Linked DNA regions of Sus scrofa: region 1 is linked to region 2. Evidence: chromatin contacts called from public Hi-C data. All regions are on one chromosome and are shown on one strand. The core of a region is the stretch at or near the end of the contact, and the rest is flanking DNA. Distances in the headings are between cores, read along the strand shown.

The links. Hi-C and Micro-C count contacts between places; a contact is called where the count stands out from the background.
Region 1: a contact with region 2 is called in a Hi-C map of skeletal muscle, with 2.3 times the contacts expected there. The contact joins two enhancer-like sites. A contact is called at or near these places in 2 of 47 Hi-C or Micro-C datasets (heart right ventricle and skeletal muscle).

What each region holds. Positions count from the first base shown.
Region 1 is chr7:87,158,924-87,163,653 of Sscrofa11.1, forward strand. No RefSeq gene overlaps it. Among named protein-coding and RNA genes, the nearest start is that of SLCO3A1, 58 kb to the left of the region's middle. Within about 2 kb of position 2,923, at least 4 of the 83 cell types and tissues checked have an H3K27ac peak or open chromatin away from gene starts, as enhancers often do. A contact at or near this core is called in skeletal muscle, where this site is marked.
Region 2 is chr7:86,984,930-86,989,006 of Sscrofa11.1, forward strand. The region is part of intron 2 of SLCO3A1 (solute carrier organic anion transporter family member 3A1); the gene reads right to left. Among named protein-coding and RNA genes, the nearest start is that of SLCO3A1, 120 kb to the right of the region's middle. Within about 2 kb of position 1,567, at least 32 of the 83 cell types and tissues checked have an H3K27ac peak or open chromatin away from gene starts, as enhancers often do. A contact at or near this core is called in skeletal muscle, where this site is marked.

The DNA of each region.
Region 1 (4,730 bases), core at 1,673-4,172, 180 kb after region 2:
CCTAATAAAATTGAAAAGGTCCATAATACACTTAAAGTTCTTTCATTCAGGTAGCATGGAACAAGTAGAGTTGGGTCCTCTTAGATTTTCCTCTCAGGTCTAGGAAAATGATGGTTTCAAAACTCAGGTGATAGACAGGCGTTATTCCCTTCCAAGGAAGTTGGAAGTCACTGCTCTCTCCATGGCCAAGTCTGGGTTGAGAATGTCATCTTGAAATCCCGATAAGAATCTTCTGGGACCTCCATCATCTGGCCAATAACTTAATATTTTCTTCAGCCCCCACCTTCTATGTTTGCCTCTCCTCAAAAGAGAGGCAGACCCCTGGTAAGGGGTGAGTCCTGCAACCTAATTGTGTTGTATTTCTGATCAGATTCCAAGGATGAGTTAAATTCTAGTGGAATCTATCTCTGATTCACAATCTTGCATAATATTTTGATTTTCACTAAACTCTCAGGATGAGGACAGTAATGATGGTTCCAGAGGAAGATCTCATTCCTTCATTAGACACATGGTCAGGATGAAGACCTGGGGGAGCGTCTCTCTAAACTTTATCTTGGACTTCCAGTCTGGACTTCCAGTCTCTTCCAACATCTTTGCCCTCTACTGTACTTAATGCTCTGGAACTTGGGAGACTTGGTGGACACAAATTAACTTGCTTTAGTCCATCTGCCCCTTGTCTCTTCATGTTTACCTAAGTCCAGAGCTCCTGATCATTTCCTTCTGTTGCACGTCTTACTATTTTCGTTAACCATTCTTTCCTCCTATGCCAGAACCACAACAATGGAAGTCCATGTGAAATCTATATATAGATAATCAATTGCTCCTGTCCCTAAGAGTAGGAATAAATGTTTCGTGCTAATGGGATTAGTGAAGGGCAAAGGATCAAACTCAATAAGCTGTATGCTAATAATTAGATCTATTTTATTTTATTTTTTACTTCAGTCACAAATATTTCCTGCTAGTTTGTTTTTAAGGCAGTGAACAGATAGTTGCAAACAGACTGAGCTGTCCGCTGGGGAAGGCAGAGTGGACACTGAGGCATATGGAGGTAAAGGGAAAAATTCAGTGATAATACAAGGGCTGAAGGTTTACTATTATTGTTAAAATCTACAAAAGTCAAGGTTTATTAATTACTAATTTAAGCCTAAGTAAAATGATAAAGGCCTAGTCCCGACAGTCTTTATAGCAAAGAGCAGTCCAGCCACCATAGCTGGAGGCAACCAATTCTCAGAAATGGATTTGCTCATTTATATCACCTGGGGACTGAGGTACTGTGTACCGTGCATGCACTTTATATATGTTGCCGTGTGTAAATTTTCACAAGCCTCCTGTGAAGTAGGTGTCATGCTTCTCCCAACAGAAGAAGAAATTGGAGCAAAGAGAGAGCAAAGTAACTTGCGTGGCCAAAGGGCTCATGAATGTAAAGGCCAGAACTTGAATGAGATCTGCCATCTGTGAGACCAAAACCTTCACAACATACCCTTCAGCTGATTCCTGTGGTTCTCTACATCAATATTAAAATAAAAATTGAAATACATTAAAAATATACCATTGGATATATTTAAGGTGTACAACATGTTGATTTGATACATTTCTATGTTGTAACATGATTGTCCTTGTATCCTCTATCACATCACACTATCATTTCTATCTTTTTTTTTGTGGCAATAATTAAGATCTAGTCTCTTAGCAAATGTGATGATTATACTATAATATCACCGTCTATATTCACCACACTATGCATTAGATCTCCAGAACTTATTTGTCTTCTATTTATATTTGTTCCCCTACACGGCATCTTTGATCCATTCAATCAACCACTGCAGATTCCTTGCCCTTTAGATGGTCACATCCTGTTCCCAAAGGAGCAAATTAGGCACCTGTCTCTGGTGTAGGAGGTGGGACCGCCCAGAGCTCTAGGGGTGCTCATTGCTGGCTCTGTTGGGTGGTGGCAGACAAAGCACTTTTGCAAGATGTATTAGTGTTCCTGAGAGTGAATCCAGGAAGGGCCAAAGATGCTTTTCTCCCTTGGAATCCCTTTCCCCTTAATCTGAACTCATATGGATAAAGACGATAATGAGGCACCAATAATGAGTGCACACGGGGGGCTCACAGCATGTTGACAGATATGAGAAACCACTATGCTCCTCTCCGACCTTCCTAAGACTCCAGCCAAGACATTTCATGTGCCCGTCTCTCGGCAGGAGGGGCGTCCATGCTTGTCTGCAACAATGAGGTGAGTGAGACTTCATGACAGTTATAGCTGACTTTATGAAAAGCTATAACTTTAGCTTTTTTATGTTTTAAAACTTTAACATACACAACTGGGTAGTTATCTCTTATGAAACTACTCTGCTTACTTAAATAGTCCTTGAAAATCATATAGGGCATGATTTGGGTTATGAAAATTCATTCAGACTCAAACTTGAGACCCAAACATGGAATATGAAATAAACAATAGACACAGGCTTACCCATAGAATTGGAAGCTCATGGTGAGAGAAATAGCACAAACACAAAATGTTGGAAATATTTGCAACCCAGGTACAGACTAAAATACATGTTTAACTGCTCTCCTGCATGTGAGGTTGTCGAGGCTTCTAAACCTGCCTAGGCATCCTCTTCTGGCCAAGAGCAGTGACATTTTCACCTCTTGCCATCTCATCCTCTAAAATCTGGGACAGCTAGCAACATTATCCATGTTTGGGGCTGGGGAAAAGCAAGCCTCAGCCCAAGGGCACAAGTGGGTTATCGCCACAGAACTGTCTTAGAGAGCTGCTGAATTTTTTAAGTCCACACTTAACCCTCAGGCCCCAGGCCTGCCCTGGTTCAAAGCAAGGGCACCGAGGAACACTCTGGGCTGTCCATATCCCTGCTACTTCACAAGGATCAGATGAACAGGTCACACCATACCCCACACCGGTCATACCATCTCAGCAGGAATTTATTCTGGGCTCTGTTTCACAGATACTAACACTCACCACTCAGTTTCAGGACTGGAAATAGCACAGGCCCTTTTTAGAACCTACAAATGGCTCCCAATAAGCTCAACTTGAATTAAAACCCTGAGCCCCATTTTGAGGATTTTCCAATGTCAGCCTGCTTATGCATGTGGATAAGGTTTCTTTCCTTTTCCATTTCTCGCTTTTATGCATTCATTGCTCAGACTTGGATGATGCTGCCAATCTCTTCTTTGAAATTAAGCTTTTCTCCCCACCCCCATACCATCCTATTAGAAGTGGACCCTCACCAGGTCGATGACTCTAGTTTTACTTATGTTTGTATCTCCGTAAGTAGCCCATTCCTTGAATCATGCCTTCTGTGACTGTACCACCAAATGTTAAGATAAACTCTAAACCCTCAGTAATTAAACTAGTGTGAGACTGATGCACAAACAAACAGATTCCTGGGACTGAAAAGATAGTCCAGAAACAAACTGAAGGATACGTAAAGATGGCTTGTGGTAATTTGTGCCTTTTATAGATACTTATTGGGCAAGTGCATGTACCATTGCATCATAGTGGGAAAAACTGGTGAATAAGCCAGATACCATCCTTGCCCTAATGAAGCTTCCAGTGGATGGTGGGAAAAACAAACTTTAGGTGAATAGTTTTACATGCAATAAATGCTCAAAAGGTTTATGTTTTGTTTTTTGTTTTTTTCTTTTCAGGGCCACACCCATGGCATATGGAAGTTCACAGCCTAGGGATCAAATCAGAGCTGCAGTTGCCAGCCTACACCACAGCCACAGCAATGCCAGATCCGAGCCAAGTCTGCAACCTGGATTGCAGCTATGGCCATGCAGGATCCTTAACTCACTGAGCGAGGCTAGGTGTAGAACCTGCATTCTCATGGACACTTGTGTTCGTAACCCACTGAGCCACATTGGGAAATCCAGAAGAATTAGATTTTATGCTCCCATTTCAGGAACTTTACACTCATTGCTCCCTTCATTTGGAATTCTCCTTCCCTCTTTCCCCAAGATATTGGCATGACTGTTTCAGATCTTGCCTGAATGTCACCTCTATAGAAAAGTCTTCTATCATCAACCTTTCCTAAAGATCAGGGTCTGTCACCCTCTACATTGAGGCTCTTTATCTTTTATTTTTTGGCTACACTTACCTACATAATATTATGTTACATAATAGTGTGTTATTTCATGTTATTTGTTTATTGCCTATCTCTGTCCCAAGAATAGAAGCATTGTTGAGTTTTGTATTCCCAGCCCCTGGCAGAGTTCTTACCTGCAGGCAGGTACTGATCAAACATATATATAGTGAGTGAATAAGTAAGAGCTTGATGAGGAAGGAACTTTCCAATCAGCAGAAAAGTCATACGCATTAATTAATACATGATTTGCAGATAATTAATTTTCCATATACTCCTGCATTAGTCTACATTGATGATAGGTTGCTCAGTAAATTCATTAGTGAAGTATATATGAAAAAAAAAGACATCATCAATGTATAGCCAGTTGTCTTATCACAAAGTGATTGCCATGAAACCACTACTGAGATGTAGAAAGAGAATATCAACAACTCAGCAGAGGCATCTCTTGGAATTCTGTCAGTTTTGGTGACCAACCATTCAAGTTTGTTTGGGATTAACCAAGTCGTAACATTGAAAGTCCTGTGTTATGGTTAACTCTTCAGTCCCAGGCAAATCAGGATGGTCAGCCACTATATTTTCAGTTACTATCCACACTGTTCTACGAAAGTGGAAATCCCCTTT
Region 2 (4,077 bases), core at 317-2,816:
GAGAGAGAATTACTTAGGCCATGAGTGCAGAACACTCATTAATGGGATTAGTGCCTTATAAGTGTGACCCCAGGAGTTCCCATTGTGGCTCAGTGATAACGAACCTGATTAGCATTCATGGAGATGCGGGTTTGATCCCTGGTCTTGCTCAGTGGATTAAGGATCCAGCATTGCTGTGGGCTGTGGTATAGGTCACAGATGCGGCTTGGATCTGGTGTTTCTGTGCCTGTGGCATAGGCTGGCAGCTGCAGCTCTGATTCAACCCCTGTCCCAGGAACTTCTATATGCTATAGGTGCGGCCCTAAAAAGACAAAACAAAACAAAACAAAAACAAAAAAACAAACAAAAAAACAACTGAGATTCCAAAGAACAAACGTGTCCCTTCTGCCAAGTGAGGACACAGTGAGAAGCCAACCATCTAAATGAACCAGAAAGTGAGTTCTCACTAGACACTGAAACTGCCTGGGCCTTGACCTTGGACTTCCCAGCCCCCCAGCCTCAACACTGTGAGAAACAAATACTTGTTTAAGCCAGGCAGTCTGTGGTTATTTTTGTTACAGCCGCCTAAACACAATAAGACAGTTTTAAAGTCATTTATAAAGTGATTTGATTTGAGAGCAGAGTTCAAAAATGCAAATCATGTCTCATCTCTCTTGCTGTCCAAAAAAAGAGGCAAGAACACTTACACGAAGCTTTTGTCTTCTCCGTGACTAAAGCTGATCTTTGTAAGTAAAATGCCATACAAATGTGATCTGTGATGCAGCAGCCAAGCTCTCTGCAGAAGCAAGGGTTCAAAGTTTTTTGCATTCTGCAAAGCGCCACCTTATCACCCAGCCTCGTGTTGAAAGCACCTTGCCAGCTGCTGGCTCTGAGAAGTATCACCAAGGCCCAGGCATGGATTCCTCCCACTGCTGAGGCATTCATTCTAAGGCACCCAGGTTAATTGGGATCTGGGAACGCTTACTGCTCCTCAGGGAACCATTGAAGTAAAATGTTCCTAAAATTTGCATTCGAAAAGCACATCTCTGCCTAGTGCCTTAACACAAATTCCAGCCCACAAAATTCAGGCACTGGGCTCAATACCATAGCCTGGACTGCTCAGAAGCACAATTTTCTGCCCAGATCCAAGAGGGATTTTTCCACCCAGGCACCCTGGGACACAGTGATGCTGTGCTGTGTTCAGTGAGAAGAACAGCTCACTGAGAGATGCTGGTGCTTGTGATGCATCAGAGGATATTTGTTTGCCAGTCATCAGAATCCTCCTCGGGTTAAACTCAGTGCTGTCCACACTCCCTGAATGTGGACCACTCCATCTGCTCTGGAGTCAGCGCTGGCCTCGGTCAGTACCAAGCCTCGACCCCTCTTTCCTCCGTGTCCCAAATCTGTCACAAAGCAGAAACGCCCTGACCTCATCACCAGCCATGAGTGCAGGCACCGTGCAGCGGGAGCAGCTAGCCCGAGCCCCGGTTTCCGTCGGGGTCATTTCTCAACCTAGCTCCACTCAACCTTGTTACTTCAGATCAGAGCTGCCCATGATTAGCTGGGCACAACTGCCCTGTGGCTGCCAGAAGGAGGCCTGGATGGATGCCTTCTGTGTGACTCACTGAAGGAGCCAGGCTGAGATGAACCACACAGATTCTAACAGAACTGCCTGAGAAGGATCTTGAAGGCAGCCAGCTTCACAAGGTCCCCTTCCCGGCTCCTCTTTGCGCTTCACCCCACCCCCACTTCAGCAAAGCTGGGAGCTGGAATCACTGTTCTCAGGGCCCAACAGTCTCAAACGACTGGCTCACTCCTGCCAGAGGCCTCCAGGAGCCAATTCTGGGAGTAGAAGCCACTCAGAGAAAAGCACCTACACCAGCTCCCAAGAACTGCCCCCAGAGCGCACGCACACACACACACGCAGACACATAAACAAGAGGCCCACACACACACACACATACACACAGACTCTCACTCATAGACTCATACACACAGACTCACATTCACACATAGACTCATATACAGACTCTCACACACAGACACAATCACACAGAGAGAATCACAGACTCACAAATTCTCACACACACATACCCAGACTCACATACAGAGACTCTCTCACACATACACACTCAAGAGACACAGACTCACGCACTCAGGCTCTCACAGGCTGCCTGCTAACTTCCCACCATCCAAGTGTGCCCATGGGCAAACCTTCTTTTCCCACTTATTGCATCCGCACAGGTTCCGCCCTAACGCAAGTCCTGCCAATACCACCATGCAGGCCAGGCCAGGCTGGGCGAAGAAAAAGGAGGCAGCTGGCAAGACAGCAAAAGAGGCATGAAGGCAAGCTGGGGACGCACGGGAGTGGGTGAGGAAGTGAGCGGTCAATGAAGGACAGGGGAGAGAGCTCGAAGCTGAAAAAGCCACAGAGACCCAAGTGAGATTGTTCCTGGTGAGAGAGGATATTTATTTTGAGCCATCAGGTCGAGGTTTTTTTTTTTTTTTTTTTTCGTCTTTTTGACTTTTTGGGGCCACACCCTCAGCATATGGAGGTTCCCAGGCTAGGGGGTCTACACCACAGCCACGCCAGATCCGAGCTGAGTCTGCGACCCACACCACAGCTCACGGCAACACCAGATCCTTAACCCGCTGAGCAAGGCCAGGGATCGAATCCACAACCTCATGGTTCCTAGTTGGATTTGTTAACCACTGAGCCACAAAGGGAATTACAGGTCTAGTTTTAAAAGTCCTTCTTCAGTACCGCAGAATGCGGGGACTTGAGCAGGATCTCAGGCTTCTAACTCATTATGGGATATTCAACCATGTGAGGGGCTAAGGTCTCCTCAGCAGAGCTTGAGGGCAAGGGCTGGCTTGGGTTCCCAGGCACAGGGATGGGGGGTGGGTCCTCAGGTGTTTGTCCCCTTAATCCCACGCCTTCTCGGATTCCCCTGCTCTTTGAGGCACTGGATTTAATGCACATCTCTTTCTTCCCCAAAGTTTCTGAAAACTCTGCCCACCATGGTGTCCTGGTCTGTGTGCTGTCACTGAGGAGACAAGTCCCCAGAGCCCATCAGATGGGGGTTATGGCCACGACTCGCCAGAGAGTCAGCGCAGCACACATCAAAAAGTCTAAAGGTAGGACTCGAGGCCACGTTCAAAAATGCATGGGAAGAAAGCCCAGAGCCAGGAACAGTATGAGGCCTAAGACGGCCTGGATTCCAGTCTGACGCCAGCACCTGCTCCTCTGGGGCCATGAGCAAGTTACCTGTATCATCTGAGCCTCTGTGTTCCCATCTGCAAAATGGGAACAATAACAACTTTCCTGTGGGGATCAAAGGAAACACTTCTCAAGAATGTACTTGGCAGCGCATAAAGGGCAATACCCCTTAAAGAGGGTATTGTACTAAAAACCACTGACTCCTCGTGGCAGAGAGGGGCTGCTGTTGACTAAGATTCTCTCTTTCCATACTCAGCACTATTTCCCAGCCTCCCAGGGACACCACAGGGCAGCCCTTCTGCCAGGTCCCTTCCTTTTCCTCAATGCAAATGAGCCCAGCAACCACACACGTGACATGTTGGATATGGCAATAACGAAGTGGAAAGAGCCACCACCCCTTGGTGATGAGCAGCCCTATGAGTAAAATCTGTTTTGGACGTCACACAAGTTAGAAATAAATATTTAAGCAATGACGTATGTGAGGCCTTGCTTGTTATAGCAGCTGCATCTCAACATTTACCATACCCGAAAAAGGGAACTGTAAAATGTATCACTTCATAATAACCAGCGACAGCAAAAAAAAAAAAAAAAATCAAATGACCAGACCATTGTATCTTTTACTTTTATCATTGTCATTTTAAGAATTTGCTCTTGATTATTTCCACAGAAGTCATGTGACCTACGGATCACTCCAGGGAAGTTTATAATCTTGAGTGAGTTTTTTGGTGCCACCACAGGTTCCCTTTTCCTGCAAACTTATTTTCACAAGTTGAAGACATGCAGATTCCCCATCCAAAAAAGTACAACCTACTGCAATAAAATCACATAATGCAGTCCCCAGTCAGATCCAGTGAGACCTCGAGGTGTCTGCTCATGTT